Regions from separate parts of the Hordeum vulgare genome. Here region 2 is linked to region 1. A link is a contact called in public Hi-C data. All regions are on one chromosome and are shown on one strand. The core of a region is the stretch at or near the end of the contact, and the rest is flanking DNA. Distances in the headings are between cores, read along the strand shown.

Region 1 (4,439 bases), core at 1,389-3,888:
TCAAACTTGGCCAGCGACAATGGACATCTGTTTTCACGAGGCGTTCAACAAACAAGAATTGTTTCTTTTATTTACTGCTCCCTTCATTCAGCATCAGTATAATAATATATCCAAATATACTTAAATTATTGATTGATGGATTCGCCGGCAATATACAACTAATGCAGACCACTTTGTCGTCGTGATCTCGTAATGCAGCCCACCATTGCTTTCACCCCCTTGTTAATCGAAACGGAAGTCCACGTAATTGTTAAACGAGACGTTCAAGTCTTCTAGAAAAGCTGATTTCTTCCCTGGTACGACGGAGTACGATGCCACGACTTCTCCCCCCTGTGAACGGGCTACGGTGACGTTTGTGCGGCTTTTACTTTCTTGCAGAGTTGGAGATATGATGTGGCCGGTTTTACTTTCTTGCAGACTTGGTGGTACTATGATGAGTTGATGATGCACCGTACGAAATGATATGATCGATCGATAAGCGCATGGACGATAATATAACCTTATGAGAAAAGCCTGTCGCGAGGAAAACCCTATGAGAATGAGATGTGCATGTCGCTGGACACTTCCTGAAGAACCTGTTTCCGGTTTGGACGCTGAGCCTGTCGACGTCGATCAACCCGCTAGCTAGGTAGTAGCCGCTGGTGGCTGGCGCCGGAGATCGACGGCTAAAAAGGTAGCGTTCGTTCATTAGCGGCCGGTGGATACTCTGCTAATCAATGGGTTCAGCAAGTGCAACTTGAGAATCTTTCTCCGTCCAACGCTAATGTTGTCCACTGGTCGTCCATTACGAAAGGGCTCACCACTCACCAGCAAACACACTGTGGAGTTGGCAGGCTTAATGCGGCAGCCATCCATCCATCTGATGGTAAGGTGATACTGTGATGCATGATGTGATTGATTGATCGACCGATGCAGGTCTTTATTTAATTATACCGCACAACTGATGGATATAGGTGCCCCCGCCTCGCATCCTACCTGGCGACTCGGGGAAACCCTAGCACCGTCCCCGCCGCGTTTTTCCCCTCTCTCCCTCTCCTCCGTCGCTGCCAGAGGGAGCCACGGCACTGGCTTGTAGCCTTGATGAAGATGGCGGCAGGGACCCTGCGTCTGGACGGCGGCGGTTCCCGGGGCGGCGGGAATCTTGCGCCTGACGGCGGCGGTTCCCGGAGCAGCGGTTCCCGGAGCGGCAGCTTCGTTCCAGGGACGGCGGCTACCGGTGGCAGCGGGGATCTCAGGCCTGGACGACGGCCCACGGGACGGTGGTGACTTCGGCCGGCGGCTCCTGGTGGCGCCTGGGTTCCAGAGCCTGGACGGCGGCGCCCGGGGCGGCGGCGGCTTCAGCTCTCGGGGCCGAGCCGCCTGGTAATCCAGCCTCATCCACCGCGCCAGCCTGGTTCCGGGTGCCTTTTCCTGGTGCTTGGTGGCCGGATCTAATCCGGTCTTGGCGGTGCCGACGGCGACGGCTTACCTGGGACCATGGTGGTGGCGGCGTCCCCTCCGCCGGGGATGACGGGTCTGATGGTGGGGAGACATGGTTGCCGGTGAAAACCGTGCCGGCGGCGAACGATGGCGGCTTTCTAAGCCGTTTCCTTGATGAATGCTTCGTTCTGTAACTACTGTTGATCCACTCGTCCTACTCCGGAAACCCTAGGATCTGGTTTTCCAGATCGGACGATGGCGGCATTGCGGTGTCGTTCCTCTCTAGGGAGCATCGTTTGTGGAGCAGTGCTGGAAGACGGTGGCAGGAGGTGGAGCGTCTTCGTCCTGCACGGAGCTTCAGTGGTGATGTCATGTTATGCCTGGCCGACAGGTGCTACGCTTTGTCATGCCTGGTCGGCAGGTGCTACGCACGACAGATCTTACCGAGCCTTCGCGTTTGGATGGACGAGCGCGGGGAGGTGGTGCCGTTGGGCGTCATGGTGGCGTCGACGGATGGCTGGACTGACAAGGATTATGCGGATCTCTTTCCTGAAGATGGTTCAACGGTTCGAGGATGATGGCGGCTTCTAAAACATGTGCATGTGGTGTCCGCTTTAGGTCTGGTGCACCGGCTGTGAGTTCCGATACGTTATGTGGATGGATCGAAGACGACACCGGATTTAGATATAGGGAGTGAGAGCACTCCACATTATCACGGTATGTAGGTGTGAGAGGGGGCTTCGGATGGTTTGATGTATGTACTTGTCAGACCTTTGTTGAATAAGTAATAAAGATGGTTGCATGCATCACTCGATGCAGAGGCCGGCGCTCGGCCTCCTTTTCTAAAAAAAAAACCTCTCTCCGGCCGGAATGTGCAAGCGGTTGCAGATATCATATCACTTGGAGTTGAGTTCGTCGTTTCCCCCTCTCGAGCCTTCTTGGTTTCCACATTGGCGCGAGAGAGATTTCTTGTTTTTGTTTTCCCAAACGGCTTTGCCACGGGAGTTGAGGAAGGGCAATTCGGCGCGAGAGAGGTTTTTGTTTTTCCAAACCGCTTGGTCACTTGGATGTCAAGGTAAGATGATGATGCGCTGGTGATTGACTGGACGACAGCGATGCGTGGTTGGTTGATGCTGTGACAGCCTCCCGCCCCGTGGACACAGCTCCGGGATCACTTTCCAGGTACAGTACTACTTCTGCTTCCGAGGACAGGTAAAGCTTTTTCAGCTTGCTGCTGCAGCATGTGTTCGTGTTCCTCCCTCGATGCTTACCCTGTCCACGCTGTGTTTGCGAAATGGTAAGCTGTGGTAGCACGTTGACAGCTACAGTAAAAAAGCATTGCATGTCTCCACGATACGCTTTTGAATATGTGATTCACCAAGCATGATAATGCCGTTTGTTAATCCCCTCGCCAAAGGGGTTGAAAGAGATTGGAGAGGTCTAAGGGGGATTTTCATTTACAAGAAATTTAATCCCTGCAGGTCCGAAGAAACTCAATCCCTCCCTGTCAGCAGAACAAGCCCTTATGCAGAGGACTTCGGGAGCTACTATACACTCCATTCGTACATAAATATAAGTTTTTTATAGATTATACTACGGACTACATACGAATGTGTATATATATATATATATATATATATATATATATATATATATATATATATATATATATATATATATAGTGTAGATTTATTTATTTTATTTTTTATATATTCTTTAATTAAACGCCAGAAATGATTTGTATTTACATTCTGTTGTTGGACTTCGGTAGTTCGTAATGGTTCCTGGGATTTCATGTTATTTTGGTGTTTGCACTTTGGGCTGTAAAACTGATAAGTTGTGGCTTCATTATCAATGAAATGGAGCAGGGGGGAACCCCTTTTATTCAAAAAACAAACAAACAAAGGGAGTAGACTGCTTAATCTTTATTGTTGATCAGTAATATGGACTGTTTAATCATGTATAGACTACTGAGTGAAATACACACTGCTTTGATTTTCTTTTTCCTTTTTTTAAGTGCATACACACTGCTTCGTTTTGACATTTTTGTATGGGTATTTAACAAAGTCTTTTTGTAGGGAAAGATAGTTCGACAAAGTTTTTTTTTTTACGGGTGACAAAGTTGTTTCCAGCAGAAGTTGGAAGTGTATGTGCAGGCCCGTGACCAGTCCAGGCCAACCCAGTATATTGATCATCTGTTCAAAAATATTAATACTGCACTTGAAAAATGTTAATCAAGAATTCAAAAATATATTAACTATATATAGAAAAAATGTTGACCAGGTATTCAGTAAATATTGAACTTGTATTTGAAAGATGTTAAACGTGTTTTGGACATATACAAAAAATGTACAATGTGTATGAAAAAAATAAGAATCCAAAAAATGTGAATCATGTATTTCAAAAATGTTAAATGTATGTATAGAAAAAAATATGATGTAATACTTATGTTGAATCTGTACTGAAAAACAATGAACACATGTTGAACAAGAAAATACTCCCTCCGTCCCAAAATAAATGTAGTTGTTCTAGTATAAAATTTATACTAATTTAATGTTAAATTTATGGCACTTATTTTAAGACGGAGGGTGTATAAAACAAAAAGAGAAACGAAGAAAACCATTGGAAAAAATAAAAGAATACAAAGCCGTAAAAACCAGTGCAAAACTGCAAATGAATGAAACCAAAAGAACCAGGAAAAAACAGGGAAATAGATAAAACCCAAGGAAAGGTGAGGACAAAAGAAAAAAAACAAGAATGGAACAAAAAAGACACAAAACCAGTGAAAACCGAGAAGAAACAAAGAAAACCATTGGGAAAGCAAAGAAAACAGGAAACCAAATAAAATTGTGAATGAAACGAAAGAAAGTTGAAAAAACAAAGAAAAACAAAACAAAAAATTGTAATTTAAAGAAAAAACACCAACCCAGCTAACGAAGACCGAACGCAATTGAAATTAAGTGAACGGAAGAAAACACCAAATATGGCACCGAGACGTAAGGAAGACTCGCTCAGACCGT
Region 2 (4,561 bases), core at 507-3,006, 140 kb before region 1:
GTAGTGTGGACAGGAGAGTGGCATTTTGTAGGACAACATGCCTGCCAAGGATATGCTTAATTAGTATGGTACATCATGCCTGCCAAGGATATGCTTAATTAGTATGGTACATAATAAGATGCTTCCTGCCCGGCCGGTAGACAAAATGGAGCAGACAATCCAGAAAAATACAAATGAAAATGAACTTATAGGGGCTGGTGGTTGAGACTTTTTACAGTGGGAGTAACACAAACAATAGCATGGATGTTACATAAGCAAAAAATAATAATAATGTGATAGCTAATTAATAAAAATATATTAAGTAACATAGTTAACTACTCATATTATGAGTAACATGACATATATCAAGACGTATATGGTGACTTCGTAAATTTCAAGATGATATACCGGTTCAGTTTTTCGAAAGTGCTCATCAGGGTAGGATATGCGGGTGTGTTCACATGAGTGAGTGTATGCGTGTATATGACCGCTTGCATCTATACTGTGTTAAAAAACAAAATGAGTCTATAAACTAATAAATAAAAATCTTTATGTTATCATCTCTAGGTTATTATCCATTATAAAGATAGTAACTTAGACTAAAAATATATACATGTTTATAAAAAACATATGCATATTTACTAGTATATTTTATTTTTTATTATGGATAGTCTGAGTGGCGTATGCAGTGTTATTTACTTCGAGTGGCGTAAATATGAATATACATATGTACACCTTTCGTTCCTAAATATTTGTCTTTTCAGAGATTTAACGACGGACTAGATACGGAGCATAATGAATGAAATTACACTCTAAGTTATGTCTGTATACATTCATATGTAATCTATAGTGGAATATCTAGAAAAACAAATATTTAACGGAGCGAGTATATGTTTGTGAATAATCTGAGTGGTGTATGAATGTATATGTTTATTAGTAACATATGAGCGCTTGCATATGAGACTCAAAGCACTTTAACTCAATTAGACTCAAAATGAGCATAGTATAATGAAAATATGAAATTTTTGAGATGAGCCATATAAACCGGAAAGGAGGGAGTATATAAATACTAACATGACTAGTAGACATATACATACTTTATTGTGGATAGTCTGAGTGGCGTATACATATACATATTTACGTTTGTCTATAAATGGATGTATCTAAATATTAAAAGCAACCCCAATGGGGCGATCCATTTCGTCTGTCGTCGTCCGTTTGGATCCGCGCGGACAAAAGTGATAGCCCAATGCGCGAACCCATTTCCAAAACGCGTCCGCTTTGCGTCCGCGTCGACCCATTTCTGACTCAAATTTAGGACTGAAATGCGTCAACGCGGACACGAAACGGACGCGCGCACGCCCTCTCTGTGTCTGCATGTGGCCGGCCTGGCCTACTTGTCACACAACCACCCACCCACCTCTATCAACTTATTTAATTCGCTGGCTCACTCCCACCCACCTCTCTCCTATTATTATAATACTACAATGTTGCTGGCCACTTGCTTCCCGTTGGACGCATGTGCCGATCCATTTTATAAAAAGAAACGGACAGGCCGACGGACGACCCAAACGGACGAAAAGCAGACAAATCAACCGTCCATTTTGATCGCCCTGTTGGAGTTGCCCTAACACCTCAGATACATTCATATGTAAAAAATACAATTTTTTTGGAACGGAAGGAATATATGTTATTTTTTATTGTGGATAGTCTGAGTGGCGTATGCAGTGTTATTTACTCTGAGTGGCGTATGCAGTGTGGCGAGCATGGGCCTGGAACCGGTCGCATACGTCGTCGTCGGGCTCGTTCCTTCACTCCATCGAACACTAGAAACGAAATCTGTTCCAGCCGCCGCTGTGGTGCCATGGAACGAAGCAACCACCAACCAGCCAAACCAAGCACAGGGCCGTTCCCCACCCGCCACCGGCCGCCGCCCGCCGCTGACGCTTTCCTCTCCCGGCACCCCCATCCACGGTTCGCTCCTCCTTCTGACAACCCCTTGCCGTTGAATTTCGATTGGTTCCCAACTCGTCCATCTCTATGCTGCCCGCGGCCGTGGGTACCAAATCAATTTCTGTTCAGACTTAACCGCTGGGTGTTGTGGGGCGCTGTGGTCCGTCTGACTACAGCGACCCCGGCTGATTGGTTTCCCCGCCTCCTCCTCTTGAGCGTTACGAGTAGATCCTACAGTGAGGTGCTCCTCCTCCTATTTAGTGTCAAGTGTGCAGCAGTTTCAGACTTTCAGTCACATGCTTTTCGTACGATGAATTTGTTCCTGCAGCAGGCCGGATCTGCTCTCATCTGGATATACGGCACTTGCTTCGTTGTTGAATGAATATATTCGCGTTGACCTTCGGCAGTGGTGGCAGAAAGAGCTAGTTTCATTAATCTGCTCACATCTGAATATACGGCAACATGCATACTAGCTACATTTATTTTGGGTTTCAGCTGTACGTACGTAGAGTAGTTTTCATGTAAGCGACATGTGGACACAGTCTGACAAGAATGAGTTCATCATTTTACTCGCTTTGCAACCCGTCTTGCATTCGAGGAAGAGCACGTGCTCTGGTCATTCTAGATTCATTAATCACTACTGTATGCTTCATCTTGCACGAACATACTGAACATGCTTTTGCCTTTCAGGTCTGAAGTCTGAACCCTTGATCTTGATGTATGCAGCAAGTCATATTGGTTATACTTTTGGTCTCTACGAAGGATTATTTCTACATGGGGCATACTAAAGAGACTTATTTGGCCAAAAGTTTGTTAGAGACTTTCCTGTGATACTACCGATTAACCAAAAGACGCTGACAGCATGGAAACATACACCACGGATGACGCGCTTTCAGCCATGGGTTTTGGCAAATTCCAGGGGCTTGTTCTTGCTTATGCAGGAATGGGTTGGGTTGTAGAAGCCATGGAGCTCAATCTGCTGTCATTTGTCGGACCATTGGTTCGGGAGGAGTGGAAAGTATCTGCCCAAGATGAGAGCCTACTCTCAAGTGTGGTCTTTGCTGGAATGCTAATCGGTTCACTTGCTTGGGGCTTTGTTTCTGACAGATATGGTCGAAGGTATGAAGCACTTCCGTGCCTTGCTTTTTTTAGTACACGCAATTCTGAATGGGAATTTTTCTTGTTTCAGGACCGTTTTGCTGTTTTCAGCTCTGTTCACTAGCGGAATGGGTTTCTTAAGTGCTTGGTCTCCCAACTATTTATGTTTGATGGCTCTTCGGTTTCTCGTTGGCGTGGGAGTGGGCGGTGGCCATGTGTTCTCATCTTGGTTTTTGGAGTTTGTTCCTGCGCAAAATCGTGGCACTTGCGTTGTTCTCTTTTCGCTTTTTTGGACTATCGGCACTATCTTGGAGGCTTCACTTGCATGGGTATGGCAGATTTTGTGGCCCATTAATGTTGTGAATTATATACCTTTTACATTTTCATTCTAAAATTTGTTTCCATAATGCATTTTGTAAGGTAGAAATAGAAAGAAGATATGGCCCAGTTCTTTTCGCTCGATTGATTCTAGGTTTGAAAAATCAAAAGCTTAAAAGAACTCGATTTGATTGTCTAAAATCATCAGAGAATAGCTAGAATCGGTAGTGCAATCGAAAATCGCGTGCAAACCTCGCTTCTGGCGATTCTGGGCACTCCCACAAAATATGACGCTAGAATCGGTAGCACCATAACAAATTTCAGTTTTTTTTTAATTTTCTGATTTTATTGTTCACAACGAGCTCGTATGAACTTGAGCTGAGAAGGACACTTTCGCATGACAAAGCAGGTTTCTGAAACGACAGCTATATTTAGATAAAGAGACACCACAAATACTAAGTGTGTCAACTGAAAGAAGATATGTGTTTCACTGTTTATTCAGGTTGGGTGCTTACAAATGTATGTAGAAGTGAATTTGTGTTGGTTCTTTCACTTTCATACTATTGAGATCCATTTCTTCCCAACTGTTCGGATACAAATTATTATATTAGGAGATGCTATTGATATATTTGTCATCAGAACTACTTTTAGATAATTATATCTTCAATATTCTTATAACGTGCAATAATAAAAATTATGGTTAATGGTGTGTATCACAGACCGTCTCTAGAATTGACAAATAAAAATGAATGGATGGCAAATATTCTGTAGGAATACTTGTGATTTCATCTTGTGCTATCTTATCACACTTTTACCTTGACCACTCAACTTTGATTTTCTGCACGAAGTTTAAAATAACTGATGCTCAGTTAAACTTTGGACTGATGCGTTTATGACATTTTATTTGTGACTTATGTTTGTAGAATTTTATACAGTTCTGAGAAATGCTATTCAACTGTGGTTCGGTCGCAGGTTGTCATATCGGCGTTGAATTGGCGGTGGTTGCTAGTATTGACCTCCCTTCCGTGCTTTCTCTTGCTTCCTTTCTTTCGAATAATACCTGAATCACCACGCTATCTTTGTGTACAAAATAGAATGTCAGACGCAATACTCGTACTGGAGAGTGTCTCTATGATAAACCAAGCAGCTCTTCCTCCTGGAGTTCTCACATACCGCCGTGAAAATAAAGTTGATACTCTTACATCTGAGACTG

Evidence for each region. A called contact is a pair of places that touch in the nucleus more often than the background predicts.
Region 2: a Hi-C map of leaf shows a contact between it and region 1, with 2.8 times the contacts expected there. The contact joins the promoter of LOC123452135 here to the enhancer-like site in region 1. A contact is called at or near these places in 2 of 6 Hi-C or Micro-C datasets (leaf and seedling).

Annotation. Positions count from the first base shown.
Region 1 is chr5H:522,406,325-522,410,763 of MorexV3_pseudomolecules_assembly, reverse strand. No RefSeq gene overlaps it. Among protein-coding and RNA genes, the nearest start is that of LOC123398249, 29 kb to the left of the region's middle. Within about 2 kb of position 2,638, at least 2 of the 3 cell types and tissues checked have open chromatin away from gene starts, as enhancers often do. A contact at or near this core is called in leaf, where this site is marked.
Region 2 is chr5H:522,542,428-522,546,988 of MorexV3_pseudomolecules_assembly, reverse strand. It overlaps LOC123452135 (organic cation/carnitine transporter 7-like), which reads left to right and starts at 1,756. Exons shown (of 6, transcript XM_045128727.1): 1 at 1,756-1,953; 2 at 2,623-3,051; 3 at 3,122-3,359; 4 at 4,321-4,561. The coding sequence starts at 2,795.